Regions from separate parts of the Sus scrofa genome. Here region 2 is linked to region 1. A link is a contact called in public HiChIP or PLAC-seq data. All regions are on one chromosome and are shown on one strand. The core of a region is the stretch at or near the end of the contact, and the rest is flanking DNA. Distances in the headings are between cores, read along the strand shown.

Region 1 (4,188 bases), core at 1,035-3,534:
AAGGAAACATGACTTGGGAGCATGGAAGGGGATCATTATTTTTTCATGAGTTTTATAGTACTGTTATACTTTTTAAACTAGGTATTTGTATTAATCTAAGAAATTATAATTAAAAGAACAATCCATTCCAAAAAAGCCCATCACCAAAAAAAACCTAATAGGCGGTAGATTTTATTGTCAATAATAAATACTCAATAAACTTTATTTAAATTAACCCATAATCCTGTGTTATAATAACTTATCTGGGCAAAAATTCACAAATAATTTTAGTTATAACAATGATTAAAGATCCTAATAGCTGAAAGATTTTACTGTGAATAAACTTTGAGTATTTAAAATTAAATTTACTCATAATTATTTTATAATAACTTATCTGAGCAAAAATTCACAAATAATTTCAGTTATAACAATCATTAATGCAGTATAACAGGGTCACAGAAGCAGTTCAAAGAATTGTTGAGATCACAGGCTTTAGAGTCAGGAAAACAATTTCAAATCCTGGCTCCACTGCTTTAAATGACCTTGGGGAAGTTTTCAAGGAAGATCTACAAAATGTACTAAAGTTCTACAAAGATGTTATAAAAAGTAAAAATGTCTATAAACCATGATTGGGAGAGAATGAAGAGACAAAAATAGCTGTTGTGTTGGGCAGATAAGGTCATGAGTCAATTCCTTGAGCTTTCTTAAATATTAAAAAAATTTTAAATATTTTAAAGGAACTCTGTCATAGGAGATAAGCAACAAATCCTTGGAACATTAAGGAAAAAGCTTTTAATAGTGCACCATAGCAGTTCAATCAAGCAAATTTGTCATCAAAGTGAACTATAAAGATTGCCACTGTGCAGGAAGACCCATTATAGCAGCTATTACTAATCATTTGGACCGATACATATTTGTAATCTAAATTTGCCATTTAGGAAAGAGCAGCCATCATTTTAGATGTTGAGATCATAAGATTAATGCTTTAACAGTGCTAGCTTCTGGCTTCAAGGCCAGTTTTATAGACTTGGCTTATTTGTGATCAAAATGGAATCTGACATATCTTCTATTTCCTTTTACCCATTTAATATGTTTCAGAACCTTTAACAGTAATGATCAATATCTGGGTTAGCTTTTTAAAAGAACAAGGCAGTTTTCCCCCCCTAAGTATGTAACCATTTACAAATGCTTTTCAGGCCTATCTGGAACTCAAAAGTATTACTGGATTCCAGACATCATTCTGGATATTTACATGGAAACAAGAATATTTTCTAACTCGTTATTTGCAATGAAATTATGTTCACGTAATTAGCTGCGAAGACTTTAAAAGACAACCATATAATAAGTACTTTATACTGTTAAGAACCACAAAGAGCTATGTTTTAAAACACTATTCTCCCTTTTATAGAAAAGGAAACCTATAGAGAAATTAATATAACTTACCAAAGTTCAGAAAGTTAGAAAAACTGGGTTAGAATGAGTATTTTTCTCTTCAAAACCTGTTAGTCCACTCTCCATGCTATTTTCCACTTGTTAATTAAAGCACATCTTTGTCAGTTATTTCATCAAATGATTTTTTTTCTATAGCTGCACCCATGGCATATGTAAGTTCCCAGGCCGGGGACTGCATCTGTGCCGCAGCCGTGACCTAGGCCAGAGCTGTGGCCAACGCCAGAACCTTTAGCCCACTTTCACCAGGCTGAGGATCAAACCTGCGCCTTCACATGGACCAGAGGCACTGCAGTAAGATTCTTAACCCACTAAGCCACAGCGGGAACTTCAATCAAATGGTTTTTAAACACAGAAAACTACAGAAATAGGCCCAAGAGAGTTAGGTGTGAGATGAGGTAACACAAACTGTTTAAGAGTGGAATGAATATGCCCCAATTTCTTTTGCCAATTTATCAGTCTCTATTCTGTCTAAACTCAGACTTGCAAAAAACCTGAAAAGGCCATCTTTTCAAGGCAACTCCATGTCATAAATCATTTGGACTCCCTGAGGATTGGTCTCAGAGTTGTTACTTGCTTTTAAGGGAGAAAAAAGATTTCAAAGCAACTTCTGTTTTCTGCTAAAATATTAGTCTTTTTCAAATCACCCATCATGACTAGTGCAACATAAAAATATAGACATACAAATACTATTCTAACCTTTTCCAACCTGTTAGTACTACGTTTTCAATTTTAAATTAGAAAATCTCACCAAGCTAAGCATAAACAATGTAATTACCTACATATGGTAGCATATAGTTAACTGCTGACTCTCTTGAGAGAGTCTATAATAAGCAACATGATACATGCTAGCAGAAATCTTTCTTAATAGAAACTCGTGGCAAAGGAACATCCATCTGCGAAACACAGTTAATCATACCATCCAAGGTCTCTGTGCTTCTATTATAAATCAAATCACCACCACACAACTGTTACAATATCTCTAATGAATTTTTCAACTGCTGTCCAAGCCAGTTAACTCTCAAAAAATTTTCTATGAAAAATTTTCAAGTTTGGAGTTAAAATTGTGGCATTACCTAGACTGCATATATGCCATACTTCTATTACAGTGAATTGAGCCAAATGTATTTGATTCTGTTTTGTTCCATCTCCTGGGAAATTTTAGGGGCCTCAGGTCCTGCTATGAACTCTAGAGAGTGTAATGTGATTTGAAAGGTTCTAAAAATATCACAGGTTTGCCTGGGCTCACTTAGAAGGGTGGATGATTCAATTACAAGTGTCAAAATTTGATTCCTAATTTTTCAGGATCTGACAGCTGCAGCAAATCTTGCCAGGATTTCCTTATCTTCATTGCTTCCCTTTGAAGTATTTAAAGAAGATTTCATAATCTTTGCAATTTGGCTCTAGGATTTCTGTCAGTAGCTGTAGAATGAATTGGTTGGCTCTTTCTAAAGCTGTTTATACACATTACTTGATCAAGCACATTTTAAAAGTAGCCATTAACTGCTAAACAGCTGAGCTTCTTGTAATGGTTAGGAAAGAAAACACAACGAACTTTAAACCCATACACCATAAACCAGGAGTGACCTTTCAATGCATGAATTGCTAATGGAATCTTAACCAGAGGTTCACTCACTATAAAAAAGTCCAGACGCACAAGGCATGCATTTATTTGAGAAGGGTACTGGCACTGCATCACTAGGGTTGATTTTTTATTTCGAATTTCAAGATTCAGAGATATCAAGGTGACGAAGATTGTAAAGATCAGTAGCTATGTGGCACTACTACAAGAAGTACAGCCTCTTTGCTCTTCTATAAGTGAGACAAAGTCATCAAGCTCAAATTATTGCCTATGAAAGGGTAAAAATCATATTTACCAAAAGAATCAACTAGGGGCTACTATATTAAATGGTAAATTTAAGTATTTAAAAATAACTATACAACAAAATAAACTATGGTTAGGATGAATATTTACTTTTTTTTTTTTTGGCTTTTTAGGGCCGCAGTCACAGCATATGGAGGTTCCCAGGTTAGGGGTCAAATCAAAGCTACAGCTTCCAGCCTGCACCACAGCCACAGCAACAAGGGATCTGAGCCGCCTCTGTGACCTACACCACAGCTCACGGCAATGCCAGATCCTTAATCCACTGAACGAGGCCTGGGACTGAACCCTCATTCTCATGGATGCTACTAGGGTTTGTTAACCACTGAGCCACAAAGGGAACTCCCACATATAATTTTTTTTTATCAAGTGAAGTGCCAAGACATTTTAAAAATTTTATTTATTTATTTTTGGCTGTACCCGTGGCATGCAGAAGTTCCCAGGCCAGGAAGTTGTGCCACAGCAGTGACAATGCCAGATCCTTAACCTGCTGAGCTGCCAGGAAACTCCAAGGCATTTTAAATATTATCGACTTTCTAATGAAAAATTATATATCTAGATAATAAAGGTTTTCTACACATTTACCAAGTGTCTATAACATGACAGCTATTAAGTAAATAGTAGTGAAAAAAAGATATGGCCCAGCCATCATGGAGCTCACTGGATTCTTAGGAGAGGCAGAAATTTAACAAGTGATCTTAAGTGTGTATATTAGAACACACATGAGCAGAGTATATGCTATGTATATGTTTCAGAGTTGCGGTGTGTGAACTGGGAAAATAATAACACAGTATGATTAGTGGGAGGGATGCTACTTAAGCTCTGTTATCTTAAAATCATACTGATTATAGCAACTTTTTATGACAACTCAGAGTCAT
Region 2 (4,189 bases), core at 530-3,029, 180 kb before region 1:
TTGAAGGCATGCATTACAATTGAATATTGTACATTTATTTAAGCTATGACATTTTGCACAGAGAAACATGGATACTTGGCTGATGGCTTCTAAGTTCTTGGGTAAGGTTTCAGAACCTCATTCTTCTTGCAGCAAAGAAACCAAACTTCTCTGGAGAGGATTTCTGATCCATTAAGCTAAATTGTACATTTGTAATTATTATTTTGATTTAAAAGCTAAAAAACCCCACTGGTAATACACGTTTCCTCCACGTAACACACAATGAATTGGGGACTTTTTTCTAATTTTCTTTTACCCCCAACATCAATCATGCAGAGGGCTGGTAGATGTGTTGCTAAAAACGCACATGCACGCAACCGAACACCCTTATATTTCTGCAAAATGGTTTAGGAAGCGGTTACTCCAGTATTGCTGAAAAGGAAAGAGAGAGGAAATCACCTTTATGAAATACAAGAAGGAAATGTTAGAATAACTATTTAAGATTAATAGTGACAGATGAAAAGGAATATTCAGTTTGATTTTTTAAGAGTAAGACCAGCATTTCTGATTAACTGTCCCTGAGCTGCTGCCCACGCAGGGTAGCATCTTGAAGCACTGGCTCGGCCACACAGACCCCCATACTGACTAGCTCACAGAGCAAAGGTCACCCCTGGCTCACAGGAATTTAATCATTTTCAGGTGTAACAGAAGCTGAGCAGGAAGAGTTTTGGGTGAGCAGTGCAGAGGATAAGGAAGGCAAAGCAGTGAGCAGCGTAGTAATCAGCGCCAAGCCTCCAGCGCCCTCCCGTTCCTTCCCTGGGGCCCAGCCCTGCTCAATCCTAGAAGAGGAGCTGTTTGTCACCATTCTCTTTCAGGAAAGAAGGCTGCAGATTACCCTCACTGTTCACCGCAGGCTGGTGGTTCTGACTGAATGTGGTGCGGACACAGTGGGCTCGGCAGACACTGAGCTAATGCTCGTGGTCTCGGCTATCCCTGAGGTCTGCCCCGGTAGGTCTGAGCATGGCACCACTCCATCCAGTTACTGATGGAGACAAAAGTCGAGAGGCTGACAGTGCCTTCCTGCAGGCACCCGCCACTCCCGATAAGACAGAGCAGCATAACTGCTAAGGAGATGCCAGTGCAGACATGTTTTTCTGTGGCAAAGCCTGGAGCAGAACAAAGGGATCCTGCTCAGGGCGGCACTGCGTCTTCCCCACTCCCAGCTGTCTGGGTTGAGGGAAGTGGGCATCCAAACTGCCTCTGTGGGCTGGACAGGCTGAAAAACCACAAGGCAACAACCTCCCGGGGCCACCTGGGGCTGTGCATGGCTCCTCGAGCAGCCCGTCCCACTCAACTTTGTAAAAGCCAATAAATCAAAGAACTGAGTCAGGAAAAAGTCGAACATTTGGTTAGTCTGGGATTGAACTGCACTCCACCCAACAAGCTCAGACGTCCTGTTTTGGTTTGCAGCCCAGACACTCCTTGCATTTGATCTACCCAACCTGTTTCTGTCTATACCTCATAATGCTAACTAACACTGGCAAAACCTACCCCTACATTTTTCTGCCAAGCAAAACAGCCTCCCCCATCCTCTGAGAGGCCTCAGTGAGCCAAGCCCGGACTCTGCATTAAGAATCCGTTTCCATGTGCCTCTTCTATCCTCTTAAACAGGAACCTTGCCCCAGACTCCCAGCATTTCTGGCTGGCCCGGTAACCCGAGAACCTTCATGTGAACACTCGGGGCTTCATTCACGGAGGAGCTGCCAGCCTGAATACAAGCAGCTGCCTGGGCCCTCTTGCTCCCTAACTACTAGGCTGGTTGTTTGCTGGCTGAGCAGAACAATGGCCCAGTAACTGTGCTTTAAATGTACCCTGGAGAGAAAAAACAAGTCTCAGCCACAAAGGATATGACCTAGAAGGTGAAAAGAGGCAGCCTATTTAAGAGGAATGAATGGAGGCCTGAGTTTCCTGGTTCAGTTAATTGCTTTCACTTGCCTTTTGCTTTTTAATGAACCAGCTAACAAGATTCTGGAATGAGTCCTTTAAGCTAACAAAGTTAAAGGGAACCATGACAAGTTTTTGTGACTCCATACCTCAGCACTTGTGAAGGCACTTGTCGTCTGACCAAAGCAGGAGTTTCTCTTCCCCCAGGCCCTTGCCTGACACCTGGCTGTGCCACTGTCCTATGCAGTGTGTGGTGTCTATAGTGGCTCACCCAGCAAGGTTGTGCCCTTGCTGCTCTCAGGGTGCCCGACACAAGGGGCTTATTCGTTAGTGTTCGTATAGCCAGGTCACTTAGTGGCAGTCACCTTTAGGCTAAAGCATCCAAATTCCAGGGGATACTCACGTTAGTTGATGGATGTTGGAAGGCATTGGAGGAAAACACCACAGTTAGGACTGTTAATGACTTATACACTGTTGGTAAGACTGATCTCGAACATGCACAAACATTTATCATAGTAATGATGGTGGTGGTTAGTGCCACATTCAAATAAAAATAGTTCTATACAATATGTTCATTTGGTCATGTGCTATTTACAGATTTTACAAAACACACACACACACACACACACGCACACACACTTGCCCTTATGTCCTCTACATAGGCTTTAAAAACAGGCCAGCAGAAACTTGCATAAAATGTATCACAGATGACAACTGGTGCCTATACATTAAAAATAAAATCCCTACAGCTCCCTATGCAGCAGAACAGGATCCTTCTTCCCCTCAAGCACAATAAAACTAAAATTTCTGAGCTAAGAACTTAAGAGAAAGTTGGACATATTAGTTCAAACTAAGCCACATAAGAGTTAAAAACAAGACAGTTATTTTTCTCTGTCCATTTAAAATGTTTATTTTCCTTTTTAAACTAGATTGTGAAGTGCCACTGAAATAGGCAATGTTGGCAAAACAATGTCTGTTACAATAAAATACATTAGACATTTAAATAAATAACCTTAAAAACTACATGAGGGGACACGAACCCAGTTGATTGAATCTGGAACAATGTTTTCTGCACAAGCGAGAACAGGCATACCTCTTGTTAAGACTGATGTAAACAGAACCATCAAAACCCTACAGGAGAAGCAGCCGAGCAGGGCGGGGGTGGAGGATGGGGTGGAGGTGACAAGGGCTGAGAAGGGTGACGGGGGGGTGGCAAACCAAAAAATACTGACTGAGGTAGCAGTACTCTGCTCAGTGCAGAAAAATTGGCTTATGAATAAAAATTAGACTGTGATCTCAGATTAAATCCAGATGATCATGCAGAAGACACAATACATGCTATTTAGTCTTAGAAAAAACCACACACATTCATTTCCTAAAATCTGCTGCCAATTAATTTGCTGACAATGTCTGCTGGCTCAACTCTTTTTTTTTTTATACAAGGATGAGTATTAAACAGAACACTGTACATGCTTTTTCATCTACAAAAAAATATTTGCATAAAATAGTGTTAGTTCTCTGTACATGTCAATGGACACTTTAATTATGTGTATAAAAAAGGAAAATCTTGCCCCACTGGAGTCAGAAAAAGCAAAACAAAATCTAGAGTATGAAACCTCCTTTACCAGCCAATATGTTCATGTGAAAATTCAGCAGAAATAGACAGTTGCTTTAAACAATAAAAAAATTAATTGATTAAGTTAAACATCTTTATGTAAAACTGTCAGTCAAGACCAGAACATATCACTAAAGTTAGTGTCTGTGCTATAGACCCAGATCACCAGCGGCATTATGAGCAGCACAAAGGGCCAGGAAATCCCATCGGTACATGCCGAGAACGAGCAGGATTTGGTGGCAGGCTGCACACACTCTTTACCAGGTTCCAGGTAGTTGCGGGCCACAAACTTGAGGGTCTCATCCATTAGAATCACAGGCAAGGAGATTTTCAGCACCATCAGCCACTGGGTCAAATTCAGCGGTGTGATCTGGAAGATAAGCTGAAACACAAAGAAGCCTCGTCAAGCCCCTAGACTTGCCGGCCAGGCGGCCACGCCCCAGGCCTGGGTCCCCCCCACTTACTGGCAGGGGTTCCACATAGAGGATTAGGAAGTGGAGTGACATGGACAGGCAGATGGAGCCCACGAGCCAAATGTTCTCCCAAGGTGGCATCCTTAGCAGGGACTGGTTTTCCGACAAACTGCAGAACAAGCAGAGGAAGGTGAAACATGTCCACCAAAGGGCACACGGCATCACTGACAGACCATCT

What was found. HiChIP or PLAC-seq counts read pairs in DNA pulled down with a chosen protein or histone mark.
Region 2: an H3K27ac HiChIP or PLAC-seq map of skeletal muscle shows a contact between it and region 1, with 3 times the contacts expected there. The contact joins two enhancer-like sites. A contact is called at or near these places in 1 of 47 Hi-C or Micro-C datasets (heart right ventricle) and 1 of 2 datasets of contacts at active chromatin or transcription factors (skeletal muscle).

The regions. Positions count from the first base shown.
Region 1 is chr14:31,556,532-31,560,719 of Sscrofa11.1, reverse strand. All of the region lies in intron 12 of IFT81 (intraflagellar transport protein 81 homolog), which reads right to left. Among named protein-coding and RNA genes, the nearest start is that of P2RX7, 82 kb to the right of the region's middle. Within about 2 kb of position 2,284, at least 8 of the 83 cell types and tissues checked have an H3K27ac peak or open chromatin away from gene starts, as enhancers often do. A contact at or near this core is called in skeletal muscle, where this site is marked.
Region 2 is chr14:31,740,396-31,744,584 of Sscrofa11.1, reverse strand. It overlaps ATP2A2 (ATPase sarcoplasmic/endoplasmic reticulum Ca2+ transporting 2), which reads right to left. Exons shown (of 20, transcript NM_213865.1): 19 at 4,003-4,120; 20 at 2,820-3,920. The coding sequence ends at 3,651. Among named protein-coding and RNA genes, the nearest start is that of ANAPC7, 47 kb to the left of the region's middle. Within about 2 kb of position 1,779, at least 16 of the 83 cell types and tissues checked have an H3K27ac peak or open chromatin away from gene starts, as enhancers often do. A contact at or near this core is called in skeletal muscle, where this site is marked.